Linked DNA regions of Gossypium hirsutum: region 1 is linked to region 2. Evidence: chromatin contacts called from public Hi-C data. All regions are on one chromosome and are shown on one strand. Each heading gives the region's core, a stretch centred on a gene start, on an enhancer-like site or on the middle of the called end of the contact. The rest is flanking DNA. Distances are from core to core; before and after follow the strand shown.

What was found. A called contact is a pair of places that touch in the nucleus more often than the background predicts.
Region 1: a contact with region 2 is called in a Hi-C map of leaf, with 2.6 times the contacts expected there. The contact joins the promoter of LOC107893985 here to the promoter of LOC107893993 in region 2. A contact is called at or near these places in 2 of 34 Hi-C or Micro-C datasets (both in leaf).

What each region holds. Positions count from the first base shown.
Region 1 is chrA13:15,604,910-15,609,169 of Gossypium_hirsutum_v2.1, reverse strand. LOC107893985 (SUPPRESSOR OF ABI3-5) reads left to right here and starts at 1,390. Exons shown (of 11, transcript XR_005907512.1): 1 at 1,390-1,595; 2 at 2,332-2,548; 3 at 3,060-3,185; 4 at 3,281-3,442; 5 at 4,126-4,255.
Region 2 is chrA13:15,315,427-15,319,378 of Gossypium_hirsutum_v2.1, reverse strand. LOC107893993 reads right to left here and starts at 2,299. Exons shown (of 5, transcript XM_041084980.1): 1 at 1,949-2,299; 2 at 1,385-1,486; 3 at 3-423. The coding sequence starts at 1,434. It overlaps LOC107894625 (probable LRR receptor-like serine/threonine-protein kinase At4g31250), which reads right to left and starts at 3,704. Exons shown (of 1, transcript XM_016819882.1): 1 at 3,225-3,704. The coding sequence starts at 3,704. The coding sequence ends at 3,225.

The DNA of each region.
Region 1 (4,260 bases), core at 141-2,640, 290 kb before region 2:
AGTTGGGTAGATTACCTTTATTTTATCTAGTAAAAAATGAGTAAATTAGCCATTGTATGTTATATCAAATAGCAAATTAATTTTTTATTAAAAATTTCATTAATTTCTAATGTTGAGGGTTTATGTAACTAGTGAAGCAACTAAATAGTGATATATACATGGGGTGATTAATTCACGCAAAATGGATGAATTTTTTAATAAAAGAAAAAGATAAACATTTTTACAGGTAAATAAATGAATGAAATTTTTTATATGGATGTAATTCAACCAATCAGATAACGACACATCCCCACTTAACAATAAAAATAGATGAATAGAATGACCAGTTTACTATTTGGCCTAATATACATAGATAAACTAATTTATCTGAACCTCCAAACTACTTTTTTCCATACTTTTTGAAGTATATTAGGAAACAGACTATCTCATAATTAAATATGTATCTAGTTCAAATTTAAATTTTATCAAGGATAACATAACTATTGAATACTAAGATTAACTTTATTTATTATTTGACCTTTAAATTATATTTACCTTTTATTTTAATATTTAATATTTTGTTCTATTTTAGTACTTGAAATATTATTTTTATCTTGATTAATCCTCATAATTACTAGCATCTAGAACGAGTATGCCACATGTTTCATTATTGTTTGTAATAATTATTTGGTAAACTGGGAAGAAAGTGATTGTTAGGTATCATAGATAAACTACCAAACTAGAAAAATTCTTATTATAATGGTGAAATAATATAAAAAGAAAAAAATTATTATTTATATTTAAATAAATTTATATATTTAAATAAATTAGATTATATTTACTAAAAAACTATGACTTTTTCCCTTTGCATTTGTTATATTGTTTTTTTCTTTCTTTCTTCCGTTCATTTTTCTTTTCATTCCTTCTCCATTTTCTTCCTAGTTGTTCCAACCGCCATTGATTCTCACTGGCAGGCATATCATTGGAGCATCTCCAACTTGATTTTACCGAACTGAACCTCTCCCCTTGTTTTCATTTTTTGATTTTCTTGGGTCGCTATTGATGTTTGTTCTGCTTCTTTCTCTGTGATAAGTAGATTTGTCCGATAATTTGATTATTCGTTCAGCTCAACTCAAATTAGGTTAGATTTAGATAATACCAACTTTTGTTTAATTTAATTATGAAAATATATAAATATTAATATAAATATCTAATTTTATTAACTTTTTACATCCATAGACATCTCTGGTGCCGAGTAACCACAATGTGAGTTATAGACAACGTTACTGACCAAATAGTAATTCTTTAAAGTTAGATGACCAAAACTTAAACTTATATAAACATAAATGACCAATTTTGAAATTTACCCAAAACATCAGTTGAGTCGAGTTCCCGATAATTCATGTGGGCTCAGCTACATTGACAAGCTAGGTGAGTCGGCAAATGCTTATTGTCCCTTCCACCATTTTATTTTATTTTGCTCTCAAAGTCTCTGTATCATTTGAAATTTTGGAGCTCAGCTGAGAAATATTTGCAGTCATGGAAGAAAACCCACAACAGCGTTCTCATCTCAAGCGCCAATTCTTCGAAGACCAACACTCCAACAAGCCTCCAGCGTAATTATTTCCTTTGAATCCTCTTATTTATTTATTTAATTTTTTAATTTCATATCTCAGTATATCGTTGCAATTGTTTTTAGCTCGTAGTTCGTTTTCGCCGGTCTATATGTTTTAGGCCGTGCTTATTTAGTTTATTGATTTTTTAGGGTTTAAATGATTTTTTCTAAGTCTTTGATAGTCAATTCCTTTAGGCTTTGCTTGGTTTGAAGAATATAAAGAAATGATGATTGAAAATTTGTTAATCTTAATGGTCAAGCTAGAAGGTAGCGAAGTGGTTATGGCTCGGTGTAATCGGTACTGAGAAACGAAAATTAGAACCCGAATCGCTACTTATTTGAAACCTAATTAGATAGGGGCAATCTTCTCTCGTTTGTTTAGTAGGAACAAAGTACGATTTATTGGAATGTTAAAGAGATGTTTTGGAACTTGTATATATATAGTTTCTGTGTTTGTATAAATAAAATTTGAGGTTTGTGAAATCATTTATTTTACTCTCTAATTTTATAATAAACTATAGGTTAATGCGATCGCTAGTCTTACTGAATTAGGTTGCTACTGTTCTCTTATTGGGATTGCGCAAACCAATTCAAGATCGCTAGGGAAATAACGATTTCTGGTGACAGAGATCTTAACCATTTGATAAACTAATTTTCCATTCTCACTCCTTTTTATTTTTTAAGAATCATTTGTATTGTTTGAATTTTAGAATTGATATCAATATGTTGATTTACAGGCAAAAGAGGGTTAGGTTTCCCAAGGGAAAGAAGGTAAAGCCTGGAGAAGAAGCACCGAACAGAGTTGATATTGAAGACGGTTCAGGTGACTTGAAGGATCCTCGTCTCGCTGCTAAGGAGCGGGCCAAACGCCGCAGTCAAATTACTACGGAGCTATTTGCTGAAGATGGGAGAGGAATGCTTAATGATGTATCAGCTGCTGAAATTTCATATGAGGTAAGTTTATTGCACTCTTAGTCTATCTGATGTTAGATTCTATGCGTGACTTGATAGAATGAAGAGGCAATAAGATGTTAATATGCAGTCCATGTTTTTTGAATAAATGCCAATTTATCCTAACTGTTTTAAAAGTAGAAGATTATGCACAATCTTTGTACTCTCATCTAGTTTGTGGTGGTCCTGCCAGTTATGTACTGTAGCTTTCTCCAAGTTAAGTCTTTTGAATCTAATAAATGGTAAAGGGCCTTCTTTTTTCTCCATTTTATTCCTAAAAAGAAAGTATCTTTATCATTGATATGCCAGTTTAGGTTTTGGCTCTTACAATGTTTAGTGCTGCTGTGAGCTATCAAACACTTGGCAAGTAATTCTGTTATCGAGTTAATTTATAACTTAAGGATGCTTCTTTGCTGAATTGGCTGGATTTCTTGCAGTCAAGATGATTGCCAGAGTCCTCATATATTGGTTAAGGGGACAGGATTAGCCAATGATGAAGAATTTCTTTTTGCAGGATAATGAGAACTTCGTTGATGATGGAGTTCAAATAGAACCTTTCAATCTTAGCAAAGAAAGAGAAGAAGGATACTTTGATGCAGATGGAAACTTTGTTGAATATGTCGCTGACAAGGAAATCAAGGTAAAGCATTGTATTGACCACATGGAAACTTTGATGCAGAAGCTGCTAAATATAATTATCAGAATTTCTATTGACTCCACATGGAATTATTGTAGGATGCCTGGCTTGATAGTGTTGAAGTTGATATAAAATATACAGGAAAAACATCTGTAACCACAAAAGCTGAATATAATGAAGTTGCAGCACAGGATCTTTCCACCCAAGACGTTGGGATAATAAAGAGACGGATTGCCAATGTGCTTGAACCTGGAGAAACGGTAATTACATCATGATAAATATTTTGCCTGAAAAAGTAAATTGAAATGGTAGTCTTCAATTGTTACATGTTTGTTCTAAAATTTGCATTTTGCTTTATTATTAATTTTCTTTTTGTACATAGGAGGTTGTAACCTAGGATAGGAAATGAATTGCAGATGCTGAGATTCGAATCTCTGATCTGCTAGATGTCACCTTTCAAGAATTGGATGTACCAAGTGGACTAAACCCCAGAGTTCCATTTTTCTTTCATTTTCATGAAGTCAATACACTATATATAAAGTGAATACTGGATACTGTACCCGGTATTTTTATTTGATTATGATTTTATGCTGGGACATGGACCTTACTGCATTTAGTGTTATGCTTATTTTAGTTGTTAGTTTTCATCCCATTGAGGGAGTTGTCTATTTTGAGGCTAATCTGGGTTCATAACAATGCTCACATGTGGCATAAGTTTGATTAAGGTTGTTAGATAGTTCCTTCTAGATTTATATTTTTTGGTTAAAGTCACGTATGCTTTTCAATGGCAGATACAGAGTATTTATTTTCCCCTATTAACACTTTTCTTTTTAGGTTCGAAGCTCTGTCCCCTATGTACCAGATATTAAACATGTTTTATCCATCGGGTAATTAAATAGACTACAAGGGACGGTATAAAGCTAATTTTAATTTATATGGACAGGTTTTGCAAGCTCTGAGAAGGTTGAAAGGAGCTTCAAATAAGAGAAAGGAGAAAATGTCAGCTGAGACTCAGCTTGTATTTGATCAGCTAACGGAAGATGCCATTAAGTTAATGGAGAATGGCGACTACAGTTAA
Region 2 (3,952 bases), core at 1,050-3,549:
ACCTTCTCGAGTTTATATCTAATCCTAACTTCTGGATTTGGCGAATTCATCTTCTTTTTGGCCTTTAGACGATAGAAACGAAGCTCATTCACTTTTGCCTTTTTAGACATTTTTCTCTTTCTGGTTGTAGAGGCTAATCGACCAACTGAATTATTAAAAGAAAACCTGATAACATCCTCATCTGTCTTTAGCTCAATTGATGCATTACTCAAATATCTTGCATGCAACCATTTACCAAGTATGTTGTGATGCTGAAGTACATTCTGCTTTGCCAGCAATGACAAATCAGGAGAGGTTACACATAGTGCATGTAATGAAGGACTCACAGCACTGTAGCTTCTCTGGCTCGCAAATGCGATACAATCAAGACTAGGAAAAAAGGACTCATTTTGGACAAAACAACAGAACTTGAGTAAAGGTTCCCTGCAATAGCAAGCAAAATAATATCTGTGACCAACTTTGACAGATTAGAGTTTACAATTTCTATCTAAGAAAAAAAAAATCCTATCATATATATTTTTGATACAAGGAGGTTGCGGCAGTTTGTGATGGTTCACCCACTGGGGGAAAGCTGTGAGAGGGTTGAGATAACCGGAATGTGGATGTCAAGAAAAAATTGGAGAAGAGAGGAGAGAGTTGAGAGTGCGAGAGAATGTCTTAGGCTCTTAGCCCCATTTTATTAGGTCAATAAACTTTCAAGGGGTTGTTTCTGTTAGTTCTCAAGATGCCATGTTTCACTCGTATATTGGTTCTGATCCCCCTGGAATTTAGCCAATCTATTAATGACTTATTGCCATAGGTATGGGCTATCATGTCTAATGACTAGTAATAAATAGAGGCTGTCAATGGATATGTGCGCCATCTGAATGACAGATATCGTATCCGTGTCAGACATGGTCTCATCAATTCACGTTCACAAGGTCTTTGAACTCGCGAATTGTTGGACTCGCGGGCGTCCTAGCTCACAAGGTGTCTCCTTAGACCAAGGTGTGTGTCTATATATATAATAGAAGTTACATCATAGATTTATAATCTCTCTGTCAAACCCAGAATTTATATCTCTTGAATGTTAATAAAGAACGTAACATTACTTAGAATTTCAAATTTCTTTTTCTTCTGTCTCTTAATTGCAGCAAATGAAAGAAAACTTCATGCAAAGCTTAGCATTCAAGTTCTCTAACACTAACTATAAAAGGTTCACAAAATCATCAAAAACAAAAAAATGAAAGAGAAAAATTGATAAACATAAGAGAGATTCAAGGTTAAAAGAAAATTGGTTAAGAATCAAAATGTTCCTTTTCCTTCAATTCATACATTTTTGAGCAAGCAGTAAACTAAATTAAACCTTTAGAAAAAGAGAGAGAGAGGAGAAAATGGAGCAAACCTTTTGACAAATTGCCGGCTAATTTGTCGAATTGAAGCAAAAGTTGCCATTATTATAGTCACTAGCGTTTCAACAATTCATGTCAGGCACCAGTTGCTTCACCTGATTTCCAATGAAATAATTAAGCTAAAATAAATGAAAAAATAAAAAAAATAAAAAATTACAAAAACTAAAAACCGGATTGACTAAACTTAGATTAACCGTAATCCATTCAGACAAAATTCCAAAAGTTTCCTTCACTTCGATCAAAAATCAAACACAACCATATTTTGAAGAAATATCTTGTAATCAAACCCCATTTGTGAATGACAGAAGCCAGAAAGGTTTGAAAATCGTTTTTCTTTTTCTTTTTTGTTTGAAACAATTGAAAACCTTGGGGGGGGTTGATTATCAGACACCACTTTTCTTGTTATCAAACTTCATTTTACAAGGAAGATAAGAAATAGTAGAAGAAAGGAACGGAAAGAATTTGTCATTAATCAATCTTACTTTTTAAAATCTCTAAACCTTCAATTAAAGGGAAAAAGAATGGAAAAGATTCACAGTTATAAGAGTCTCTCCTACCAAAATGAATGGCTTTCTCTTTCCCTTCGATTTTTGAACGGCAACACCATCGCTATCACTGTCATCACCGCTCTCGGGCACAAAATGGCATTGCTCGGGTCCGCTCTATGTCCTTTTCTCTGATCCCCAAATATTTTATCTCGGAGAGGTGTCGGATTTCACGAATCCAAACCTAAAGTCTAAACCCTTAACCTTCTTGGACTCACTTCTCTGGCTGTCCGATCTAACTATAGTTTTGCTTGGGCCTACCTCTCATCTTTGAGCAAAAGACACAAAGATAGCCCTAGGTTGAAAACCTCTTTCATGCTTTCTTTTTGTGTTCTCTCTTATATGCCTGTGATTGCTTTTCCTTGCAGTTTTTTCTAGGGGGTTTATGATTGTTTCTCAAGTTTTTATTAGGTGGAAAAAAATACGTGAACTGCTGACTATGCAATTCCTTAGTGAAAAAGGAGATTTTTAATAAATTGGGTATTTTAAATAATTATTTTAATTAGATTGATTAAATTGAGAAAAAAAAAGATTATAGTGATAAAAATATGATCAACTTTATTTCAGAGGGACCATAGGCATAGTTTACTTTATTTTTTACAAGAGTTTTTACTAATCCTTTTAATTTTAAGATTAAATTTGTAATAATTATTCTTTACTCTATATCTAACTATTTAAAACATGTGTTAAATAAGTCTTTTTCTCATATTGTTATACTAGTATTAGTATTTACTTATTTTGTCATTTTAACTTTTAAATTTTTTTGTGAGATCACTTTGGTCCTCAACATTCTAAATTTAGTTAAATTATTATTTTCAGATGAAAAAGTGCACTGAATTGTTAAAATTTTAGCAACACTAATGTGGTATCATGTGTGCCAAACTATATCTACTTCATAAATTTTTAAAAAATAAAAAAAAATCAGCAAAATTTTAAAAAGTTCATAAAAATTTTAAAATTTATAGACAATTGTTGATTTTTTTTCAAATTATTATTATATTTTTAAATTTATGAAGTATAATTGACTGTCATACATATTGCCACATCAGTGTTGTTAATAATTTTAATGGTCCATTCAACTTTTTCATCTAAAAAAGCAATTTAAGTAAAAGTTGATGGCTGGGGGCCAAAATGATAAAAAAGAAAAAGAATTAAGACCAAAATGGAAAAAAGTAAATATTAGGAGATAAGTTTATCATAATACTAAAAAAATTATAAAAGGACTAAATCTCATATTTGAATATAGTTAAAGGACCAAAATCAGAATTTGACCATTTAAAAAATCCTATCAACTTATCCGGTCGCTGCTATCCGCTATCGCCGACGAAGCATGCATAGAGAAACCCTCCTCAGTTAACGATTGCACCGCCGATAAGTCAGCTCCGTGATCCGCTTCAACCTCCTCTATGGCATCTATCTCCGCTGCAATGTCCGCCATTTCAGGCCGTTTCTCCGGCGACTCATCGCAGCAACGGAGAGCAATCTCCAGCAACTTCTCCGTCCCCTTAGTACCGTTTTTCTCCATAGATATCTCCATATCAAATACCTCAGCAACCCATTCTTCTCTAAAAGCTCGTTTGACCCATTTGCAAAGATCCACGCCATTGATGCCCGGCGGAGCCGAGTGAACCGAGACTCTCCTCGTCAGTAATTCCAAAAGGAGGCAGCCGTAGCTCCACACGTCGGATTTCCTCGAAACCCTTTTCCATGTCTGGTATTCCGGTGATTTATATGAGACCATATGTTGAGCTGCGACGGGAAGGGCCATGGATGAAGCGAGGCCGTAATCGGAGACGAGAACCGTTTCGCCGTCGTCGTCGAGGAGAATGTTGGTTGATTTCAGGTTGCCGTGAGGGACGGTGCATTGGGAGGGGTTCGAATTGAGGTGAAGATGCTCCAACGCTCGTGCCACGCTTCGAGCGACGGTCAATCATGAGCTCCATTTGAAAGAAATCCGGTCCCGGCTACCTCTCGCGCCTGCATTTTCGTTATGTGTCTTGGTCAGGAAATTACTAT